Regions from separate parts of the Zea mays genome. Here region 2 is linked to region 1. The links are chromatin contacts, called in public Hi-C maps. All regions are on one chromosome and are shown on one strand. Each heading gives the region's core, a stretch centred on a gene start, on an enhancer-like site or on the middle of the called end of the contact. The rest is flanking DNA. Distances are from core to core; before and after follow the strand shown.

Region 1 (6,050 bases), core at 2,325-4,824:
TGAGACAGTGAAGGAGGAGGCGAGACAAGAAACGGCGAAAAAGAGTCCAAGCCCAATGTAATTTGCAAATAGTCATCCCAGTGCCAACATATGGGTATAGTATAGGTTATACTGATTGTTGCTTACGGAGCTGATTCTGTTTTCTGCAGGAAGGGAAAGAAAGTGGGGCTGAAGGTGGAAGCAGGGAAGCAAAGGTCTCCCTCTGTGCTGAAGGAGGTGAGGGCAACGCCGCCGACTCCACAGCGGTTTCTATCCCCATCGCCAAACCGCATTAAGAATGTTAAACCTGGAGGGATGTCCACAGCAGGCTCGCCACTCAAAAAGGCACCAAAGGTGAATCCAGCATGGCTCTAGTATTTGCTTACTCAGTGTCCATGGCTTTAGATCATGGAGTTTACTTGGTGAAATTTTCGTTCTTAATTTCTGGCACTTCAAATTCTTCAAGGGCATCTAATGTTCACAAGAAGCATGGTCCTCTTTTGTAAATCTTAGTATGGAAGAATACCTTAGCGTGACTACGGACTAAAAACTTGGCCGAAGAGGGAAAGACCGCCCTCCCGGTATTATATTAAAAAGAGACTGAAACATGGTCTCGGATGAGAAAACCTTCGAACCCTGGTCCTCATCACTAATGGGTCGAGTCAACTGACCACTCTGCAACGGTCTAGCCGGAAGGTGGCGTGCAGGATATTGATCCTCGAGAGCGGGTACAACACAACGAGAGGATTTTTTTAACCAAGCTCGAAATTTATCCCTTAGGGGGATCGAACATGAGACCTGTAGGTACTACTAGGAAGCCTTAACCATTACGCTAGAAGCCCTTTCGCGTGTGACTCGGACTAACTATGATTTTTGCTCAAATAAATGATTGGTTACGACTGATTCTTCCCCTGATGATCTAATAAATCCTACGATGAGCTAAATTGGTATTGCGAGTTCAATAAAAGTTATGTTTTTTTTCAACCAATTTCAGTTAAATCTGATTATGCAGCTGAGATGATTTTGTACAGAAGTTGCATCCTTTCATTTTTTTTCTCGAAAAACGCAGGAGGACCGCGCCTCATTATATTAAGTAGGAGCATCCTTTCATACTTAGCATCATTTAGCACATGCCATGAGGAGATGTTACCTAATGTACTAATGATATGGCAAGGCATGGTTTCTAAGTTTTGATAAATTCTTCATTACCTTAGTATTCATTGTAAGCCTCATAGTGGATAGTCTCGAATAGGTTTCTCACTTTATCTTATGTTCACTGTGGATGATCACATCATACTGCTTGCACATTTCATAATTGAATTCATCTTTTTTGTACTGTACAAAAAGCAAACACAGTGATTTTATAGTTCTAGGGCTCTTGTGCCCACCCATTACTAATGAGCTATTTATCTGAAGTTGGTCACACAGATATCTAACTATACTGTAACTACCTTTTCTTTAGGAGAAGGGGACACCTAGTAAGGACCTGGAGAGCAAAAAAGATGCTGTGAGGCAACCCTTTGGTGTTAAGGATATGAACAATACAAGAGCAGCGTGTGATGCAGAAGGGAGCTCCAGCAGCATGTTTTGGTTCTTGAAGCCCTGCACTTTCCTTGTGGAGTAGCGTCATAACACTACAATTTTTTAACGAGCAACACTTGATATAGTTAGAATCCATTACTTCATTCATTTCCAAATATTCTCTGTTCCTATTTGATTGATTCATTTCATGGGTACTCTATACGGGAAGTAAACAAAAAGAATCATGTATAGTCATACAGGTTGAAAGTCTTCTCCATATGTATAATTCGAGATATAGCAAAACGTGGTTCTGCTGCTTTGTCGTTTGTTCAAATAAACTGCATTTTTTTGTCCCTTGAAGTGATATACTGAGGTTATACAATTCAACTACTACTTATCAGTTCGAAACAGTTTGAAGTGCAATCTATATACATTCCTTGGGGGTGATATAAGTCGATGGTCTGTTTCTTAATTCATGAAGGTTTGTGCCTGCCACATTGGGGATGTTGTTTCTGTTTCTTCAATTGTTTTGGCACAAGGATACTTTGTAGTCCTAAGTTGTAACAATGTGGATTCACTGGTCTGTAAGGAAGTGCAAGAATTCTGAAATCTCTTCCGGGAATCACAACTTTTTATATAGACTTGGTTTGCATTTAAAGATTTTACAGTCTCAAGTTACTTCTCATATGATCACTCGCAGGAGTTGCTACACATTGAAAGCACATAATCTGGGTTGCATTGAGCTGTTCCTTGATCCTCCATGACCTTTTTTATTTGACAAGACCATGAACTAGATTTTGCATCAACTATGGTGAAACAAGAGTTAAATACATGAATGACATCTGCACTTGTTAAGGGATGCTATTTATATCCACGACCTTTGAATATATATTCGTAGGTTTCTAAATTTGTTAAGTGGTGCACCGTAGTGACTGTTGTGGTCCAGAAATAGACCTGTGGTGCACTATTTTACATGTTTAATGATGTGCAACACATTACTTTTAGAAATGTGTTTTCAAAGTTAGCAAAACTGAGTCTCATTCCTTGACAATTTCAGCAACTCGTGCATTTAACTCCTGAAACTCTTAACTTGGCGAACATAACTATAGTTGCTCGATACAATGGGGGTTGAGGTTAGGGCCCACGGACACGACCCATTTAAGGCATATCCATATAGATGCACGAAAAAGTTATAAATTATAATTTATTTCATACTTTCATATACTCAAAGCTGGAGTTGATACTAGTTATATGTTTTTTGCAGTTTTGAATTGGAAGATGCGATATAATTTTAACTTTACTATGAACATTAGACAATAAGCTAATTTTATGGACTTTATCTAGAGCGAGTTGTATTTTTCCCCTTCTAACAAAAAGTTTTTTTATGAATAAGTTATTGTGCAACTCTAATAACTTAATAGATACATTAAGTTTTCTTTTAGTTAAATTTGTTTGTCTTATTTTTATTATTTTTATTAAATGTATTTTGAATTTTAGGATTTAATACGAAGGTAGAAATTAAATTTTGGGTTTTTATAATTCCTAGAGACAACTTGTACACAGTTGTTACCGACGTTAATTACCCTCTTTCTCTCAAAAACCGAAACTATCCACCGGCACTCTCGATATTGAGTGATTGATTTATATGGATTAATTTTTAGTCCCTTCATTTTATTCTATTTTAGTCTCCTTAAATATGAAAATTAAAATATAGTTTTAATTTCTATATTTGATAATTTATAGACTAAAATGAAATAAAATGTTAGTACTTATAAAACAAACACCCCTTAATTACCTCTCTCGAAAGCGAAACTATCCACTGGATGTATCATTATAGGTTTTTTGTGAGTAACCACTTCATACTAAAGGGCGTACTTTAGTACTATTATAGTGTAAAATTTAGAGAATATTGTCACCCATAAGTAATATACATCGCAAGTTGATTACTAAAATTTAATAAAATAATTTTATTTTTATACTAATTATTGAGTTGTAAAAAAATAAGATAACAATATACACAAACCAAAAGGAAGAAATAAAAAATAAATAAGAATGAATAGAGGATGCGCTAACTCCTAACTCATTCGACAGTCTTGTTACCGTTTCGGCGTTTCGTTTCATTCCGTCTTTGTCCTCGCGTCTGCTCCGGTCGCAGGAGGCAGGATCGCTCGGCTGCTCCGTCCTCCGTCCGCACGGCCCCGCTCCCTGCTGCCGCCACGCGACCATCGCCGCAGCCACCTCACCGAGCACCCCCGTGCGCCGGTCCTGCCACCGAGCCCTCCACGACCCCGTGGCCGCGCCCGGCCCCGGTCGCACCGCGCTCCGCTGGACCCCAGTACCATGTCTCCAAGATCCACTCTGACCTTGTAGGAACACCAATTCCAACGATTCTGACGGCTCGCGCTTTCATCGAAGAGTTGATCCTTGTCAGGCTTGTGATCCGCAGCCGCCTCTGTCTGATCCTGCTCAGCTCTCGCCAGCCGCCGCTCCGCCGGAGGCCTCACGCTCCTCACCGCGTCCGTGCTTACCCTGACCCCACCCTCACTTGGCTCCCTTGAACTACGGCGTCATCATCGACGCCGACAGCAGGGGAAGCGCGTCTCCGCCTGATGCCCGGATGATAGTTTGACCATGTTCGCAATCCGTTCGACGAAATGCCCTGTGGCATTTGTGGGCGTAGCTGGCACCTTGGTGGTGCTTATCACCGCTGTCCATGTGTTCATGGTGCCAATACTTCCTGCCTCCTTCTATTACTTCGGTTCTCGCAGCAGTATAAGCCACCCAAAGAATGTCCTCCCAGCCGTCGAGGTGGTTGACTCGCGCCTCAAGGGGTGTTTCCCTTCTGATTCATATGGTGCTGTGGCATTCCGAGGCGCGCCATGGAAGGCTGAGATTGGTCGATGGCTTGCTGGGTGTCATGCTAACTCTTCGTCTGTTGATGTTACTGAGGTTTGTACCCACCCTTGTTACTGCTTGTGCGCTTTGACTTAGCTTTTTATTGGGTTAATTTAGGTTTCTCTTCTGCGACAGGCCATGGGTGCAAAACGCTGCGTGAAAGACTGCAGTGCTCGTGGTGTTTGCAACTATAATCTGGGAGAGTGCAGATGCTTTCATGGATATTCTGGTTGATCTTACTTCTCAGTATTCACTTTCTATTAATAAGAGTCCATGCACTAATAATTCAATACTTGGGATCTTGAAGGGCTGGCTTTTAAGAACTTAATACTAGAGGCTAGAGCCAAATAAAAAAGGTAACAATATCATTTGATAGAGTTAGGTAGCACAAAATATTAATCATGCATTCTTATATTGGATACAGCAATGCAACCTACAAATGTCTTCCTAACCATGTGTACATCATTTTTTCACAGATCTTATAAAATTTCATCTCTGAGTACGCTCAGTATATCTCCTTTCATCTGTGGCATACTCTGTTTAGATCACTTGAAAGAACACAGAACATGTATTTTGTATGTCTGAAAGAATATATACCTTTCAGTTTATTGTATATGAATTTATGGATTAAGAATTGCAGCATTGAAGCCTCATATATTGTTTTTTTACTACAAATACCTGTTGTTGGATTTGAGCTCTGTGAGTGACCTAGGTGAAATGGGAACTGAACTACTGTGTTAAACTTATGTGATCATAACCTTGTCTGTGGAGTGTGGACATATATTTCTGCAGGTGAATGGATTGTTCTTTGAACTTTCTATGGTTTTGGCCTTTTGGGTTTACTAAAAAACAACTATTTCATTTAAAAAATGGAAGAACATGAGAGTGCGAACTGTAGAAAGGTGGCATATATATTGTTTCCTTGCTAATGTTAGATTTCAATAACATTTAAATTTGTAGTGATGTATTCCTAATCAAGACTCCTCACAATATGGCTTCATTGATACAGGGAAAGGATGTGAGGAGGTTCTGAACTTGGAATGCAACCTTCCAAGCTCCCCAGAATGGCCTGTAGGTCAATGGATAGTTTCCATCTGTGCAGCTCACTGTGATAAAACAAGGGCAATGTGCTTTTGTGGGCCTGGGACAAAATACCCAGATCGTCCTGTGGCAGAAGCTTGTGGTTTTAAAACAATGTAAGACTATCACTGATACTCAATCTGATTATTTGTTTTTGAGCTACTTTAATATTACTACTAAACTTCTTTCTTTTTTGAAAGTACTACTAATCTTCTCTTATCCATCTTTCTAGTTTACCTGCAAAACCTGATGGTCCAAAGCTTACTGATTGGAAAACACCTGACCTGGAAAACATACTTACAACAAACAGCAGTAAGTTAGGATGGTGTAATGTGGTCCCTGAGGACGCATATTCATCCAAAGTGAAGTTTAAAGAAGAATGTGATTGCAAATATGATGGTCTCTGGGGGCAGTTCTGTGAGACACGTGCTGAATGCAGCTGCATCAACCAGTGCTCTGGACATGGGCATTGCCGTGGTGGTTTCTGTAAAGTACGTTTCAGGGATTTAATGAAATGGAATAATTTTGTTAAATTTAATGTGGTGTGTTGTTTTGTGTTTTTCCACTTCTGTAAG
Region 2 (5,266 bases), core at 1,391-3,890, 160 kb before region 1:
GAATGGATGCATGAAGCTCTGGTGAGTAGAAATTTCTTTAGTAATATGCTTTGCAAATGGTTTATAATGCCAGTGCATGAAAATTATTACACATGAAGCATGTGTAGCTAATGAGCTCTATATACAGGCTCTTTATCACGAATACTATGGAGATAAACAGGGTGCACTGGAGAATTTGATTCAGTGTGGCAACTGGAAGAAAGCTCACACTATTTTCGTGACTTCTGTTGCTCATTCTATGTTTCTGTCATGTAAGTTTTGCTTACAGTGCCCTAAACATTTTTTCAATGAATTTCTTTATTTGGTAAATGTATTGCCTTTTTTTTCACCATGATTGAAACATATTGCTTTTGCTGTGCATAAATATACAGCTGCACGTATTTCCTAGAAACCTCACGATGAGTCTGTTCAAACAATATATTCTTTTCCTCCTATATGCTTGCTGGACTTGTATTTTTCATTTATCTTTTTTTAATAAACATGGCATTCTTGGTATGAATACGCAGTCACTTCATTCGTTGTTATTTTGGCTCAGCTAACCATCAGGAGGTCTGGAGGATCACAAGTGCCTTGGAGAACCACAAGTATGAAATTGCTGACTGGGACCTTGGTGCCGGAATATACATAGACTTCTACGTTCTGAAGAACTCAATGCAAGAAAGAAATGCCATGGATGATTCGGTACAACCGTACAAGCCCTTACTTCAGAGACAAACTCACAAGCATTTCCTTGTAGATCTGTGACTGAGATCAGCATTACTTTTTTTTTTGGTTTCAGGATTCACTCGAGGAGATGAGTGAATCATGCAGAAGTTTCTTTGGTCGATTAAACGAATCGTTGTTAGTCTGGGGAAGCAAATTACCTGTTGAGTCAAGGTAACACTCTTCTACAGTATGTGACTGATCCACATCCACTATCTGAAACCATGTCCTTCTGTACCATGTTTTGATGGAGTTGGCCCACTGGATTATAATGAGCTGGTGCAAATAGCAAACCTGAACTACATGAGGAACTTCGCTGTTATGTTAAATTGTTCAAATCCCAGCTGATTAGCACCATTTGGAATTCTGAAGCATTCTTGTTTAGGTTTATATTCGGAGTATTCTCTCACTGGGCTTGCTGACAGGGCATGCTACTCGAAGATGGCAGAGGAGCTATGCGCGCTTCTGGTGGACACCCCAAGCGAGACGCTGAACCTACCCATGGGGTGTCTTCTGACGATGCTCAACGCTCCAGTTCCAGACGAGAGCAGGTCGTCGTACCTGCAGGATGCACTCTCCGTCTTCACCGAAATCCTTTGCAGCGATCCGTAGGTGAAGGGGAGTGAAGCCTACAGGCAACACGCCGAAGAGTTTGTACGTCTCATGTTTGATACTTGTAGAAAATTAGGAATGTATAACTATGACCTGATGTTGCTCCGGTGAATTTGTAACGCCATCTGAAGACATGTGTCGGGATCTTCGTTGTATGTGAGTACCAGGTCTTATGAAACGTTGACTTGCGAGCTGTACCAATGGGGAGTGATTTCCTGGGCTTCATTTTCTCTGTGTGTGTGTGTGTGTTTATTACAGGGAAGGGCAGCGTCACGGCGACCCGTGCTTCGGTGTACATTGGAGATTACTGAGGCCTTCGTTTCAGCCGTAAATCACATGGATCGAAGAGTACTTTAACTTGGAAATGATTTAGTCTCCCTCAATCCCACTCATTATGATCTTAATTCCGACCCCCAGACCAGAGTAGAGAGAGTGTTGATCTTGCTCTGGCGTGCACGTATGAGGTTCAGGTCACGCCTGTTGAAGGAGGCAAGGACAACCATGAGTCAGCTAAGATATGGGACAACCATGAGTCAGCTAAGATAGGGATATATATCATCCGCGATGGACCGGTGTTTAAAAAAAATAATAAAGTATATTCGTTTAGCTTTAATCTGTATCAGCTTTAAAGAACCAACTTTAATTCGAAACAAACAACCCCGACCCTCTAGGATACCAGCGCGTAGTACCTTGTTTGTGATTGATTGAAGCACAAGGTACGGCGTGGGGTGGCGTGGCTCTGGTCGGTGCAACTGCTACACTAGCGCACCTAAGGGCTTCTTGACTTATAAAATCAAGTGTTTTTATGGTGTCAGATAAGGATATTTTTCTATATGTTCAGTAACATCTACAACTTTTTGTTTCAGTTTTTTTTTGTATATTTAAGATTATTAAAACGCTAAACAAATAGTGATGTCATCAGCGTGTTTGCTTGCATCACAGTAGATTAGCAGAACATCCACAAAACCATCGGCAATCTATAGACAGCCAGACTTGTTTGAATGTATGTAACAATAATTAATATATTGTAATAAAAAATCATCGAGACAGGACGTGCTGGTACTGCTAGAGAACGTGCAACACGCCGGCCCACGGGGATTAAGACCACAGAAAGAGACAGGGTTCGCCATCAAGCGAAGAAACGAAACCAGCGACGGACCAAACCGTCGACGCGGCAGCAGAATTGAAAAAGGCAACGCGCGATGCTTATCCGGAGCTCGAGCAGACCCAAGCGCCTGACGTACTGTTCACCAATCACCACCGAACCGACCCAGGCGCGGCGCGGGGCTATATATATGCCACACAAGCCCATCCGACCCCGATCATCGGCCATCGCAGTTTCACAGACAGCATCCATTCCACAGTCACCAGAGCACTAGAGCAGAGCAACAACCGACAAGAGCAGAGTGAGATCGTCGTCAGCGAGCCCAGCAGATACGAGAGAGAGGATGGCGGACATCGCGTTGCTGGTGGCGGAGCAGTTCGAGAAGACGGCAAGGCGAGGCGCCCCCGGCGGGGACAGCGGCAGCAGCAGCGGGAGCGGCGGCGAGACAAGGAACTTCGGGGCCGTGGCCAAGGTGTGGAGCTCGTGGGTGGAGTCCGCCTCCGCCGCCGCGTCCGGGGTCAGATTCACCGTCGCGGTGCAGCTGGAGCCCAAGACCGGGCTCGCGCTGGCCGCTGCCGACGGCCTCTTCTCCGCCTAGCTTCCTGCCTGCTTCCATGTCTTTCTCCTGAGCAGTGCCAGTGATCGAGCGAGTCCTGCTCCTGCACCCCGTACTATGCTTGTGCGACCTGTACATTTCGTTCGTCGTTGCGCGGTTGCGCCTGCGCTCTAATCCGGAACAAAATACTATTCATATTTGCTCCAGACTCCATTCATGGATATGCATATGTCTGCTCGACTGGTTTCCTAATTTTTTTTGGGTGTTCGACTGCTCCAGCCTCCAGTCTCCAGTACCAGCTGAATTGTTTTTATAGGAACCAGCAGGCTATTCACGCTGTCTGATGGTCCGGCCGTGGCTCCAGTTTCCGTTTCCGAGCAGGCCGGCAGCCCACAGGCCCACCCACCTTCGCGCTGTCATTAGACCGTGGGCTAACTAATTTGCCTAGCCTTTGATGATGCATAAGTTTCAAAATAGATTCTAAGTCAGAAACATTTTATAACCAACCAAAAAGGGATATAACTTGGAATAGAGGAACTTTTCCTAGCTCCCTTAGATAAATTGTAAACACCCCAGTAACCTGTTTGATACACCTAAGACAACGAAACACTCTTTTGGAGCTAGTTTAAGCAGAAACAAAATTCTAAGTTGGAGAAAACAAAAAGTTCAAGATTTATGACTTAGACTAGTTGGATTTTCACTAGATAAGTTTGTCCAAGTCATAGGAGCACCCCTTAAGATCAGTCAAAAGGAATTGAAGAAAATTTGGACAAAAAGAGGGAAACTGGTCTACTGGCTAGGGCATCGGACCGGTCCAATAGTGCACTGAACCGTCCAAGCAGAAGACTCAGACTTAGCCTAAAACTAGCTGGCGCACCATACCGGTTCGACGGCTATCCGGACCTTGTATGCAGGGAGCACATAATTCAACAGTTTCAGGCTAGCGCACCGGTCGCGCACCGGACAGTGTGACAGAAGCCAATGGTCGGCTGACAACCTTCAACAGTAACCTGCGGGCGCAGACTGACAAGGGTAGGGGGTCCGATGCACCATCCGATAGAGCAGAAAATTCAACTTTTCTCCAACGGCTCTTTTGGTGAATACCCCCAACCAACACATTGATAACACAAGATTCGCTCCAACCTACTACACATTAAGTGCAAATCTCCAAGCTTCCAAAGCTATTCCCGCGCCGCATTAGATCGATTTGAGTTTGAGAGACTTAGTTGTTTGCACATTTGAGAGTTGTGAGTTCTTGTGATCTTGATTCGAGTTTTCATTCTCACTCCCTTCTCCATTCTCTTTGATTGTAAAGCGAGGCAAGAGACTTTGTTCTTTGTGTGGAGGTTCTTGCGGGACTTGGTGTCCCTAAGATAGTGAAGAAAACTCATCCGTTCTTCGTGACCGTGTGAGAGAGGAAAGGGTTGAAAGAGACTCGTCCTTTATGGACTCCTCAATGGGATGTAAACTCTTCGAAGTTGAACCTCAAGAAACAAATCGCTCGTGTCTCTGCGTTGATCACAACCTTTGTGATTTGGTTCTTCCTCTCCTCTCTCTCTAGTTCTTTTGCTTGGGATCCATTCGAGTTAACTCCCAAAGTAATCCACAATTGATTGAACAACTCTAAGCAAGAAGAACTCCTCTTCCACACTCCGATTTATTCTATACCCGTTCTAACATTAACCCCGGGTGATATCGGGTGGACACACTAAGAACGAGAAGGTGCCATCAAAAGGAAAGCCCGAGCCTTCGGGATCCAAGCCCGAAGACAAGGTGCCATCAAGAGGGATCAAGTTATCCGGGGACAAGCACAAGCATAAGGAGCGGAAGGAAGAATCCAACAGCTACACCTAATCACACAAGAACAAGGATGTCAAGAAGAAAAAGAAGATGGATAAGGTGGTAATTTATGAGACTGATTCTTTGCCTTCAACATCAGACGGTGAATCGACCTCCTCCAGGCGCCAAGAGCGTAAAAAGAGTAACTAAATTCTATTTCGTTATCCTCACATTCCAAAACATACTCAATTGCTTTCAGTTCCATTAGGGAACCACCTCAATTCGATGGTGAAGATTATTCTATGTGGAGTGATAAAATAAGGAATCACCTAACCTCACTCCACGAAAGTATTTGGGGCATTGTTAAATTTGGAGCGCAGGCACCATAGGTGAAAGATGAGGATTATGATTCGGACGAGACAGCTCAAATCCAACACTTCAACTCACAAGCAACCACAATACTCCTTGCCTCCTTGAGTCGAGAAGAGTACAACAAAGTACAAGGGTTGAAA

The links. A called contact is a pair of places that touch in the nucleus more often than the background predicts.
Region 2: a Hi-C map of ear shows a contact between it and region 1, with 4 times the contacts expected there. The contact joins the promoter of LOC100276002 here to the promoter of LOC103639530 in region 1. A contact is called at or near these places in 5 of 25 Hi-C or Micro-C datasets (ear, endosperm, leaf and 1 more).

What each region holds. Positions count from the first base shown.
Region 1 is chr9:157,398,386-157,404,435 of Zm-B73-REFERENCE-NAM-5.0, reverse strand. It overlaps LOC103639530 (exostosin family protein), which reads left to right and starts at 3,574. Exons shown (of 14, transcript XM_008662270.3): 1 at 3,574-4,449; 2 at 4,531-4,624; 3 at 5,405-5,591; 4 at 5,708-5,966. The coding sequence starts at 4,132. LOC100278398 reads left to right here. Exons shown (of 7, transcript NM_001374043.1): 5 at 1-57; 6 at 150-333; 7 at 1,442-1,849. The coding sequence ends at 1,603.
Region 2 is chr9:157,560,456-157,565,721 of Zm-B73-REFERENCE-NAM-5.0, reverse strand. LOC100276002 reads left to right here and starts at 2,640. Exons shown (of 1, transcript NM_001329204.1): 1 at 2,640-3,181. The coding sequence starts at 2,763. The coding sequence ends at 3,017. LOC103639534 (nuclear pore complex protein NUP96) reads left to right here. Exons shown (of 6, transcript XM_008662276.3): 2 at 1-21; 3 at 128-251; 4 at 536-681; 5 at 779-876; 6 at 1,128-1,539. The coding sequence ends at 1,314.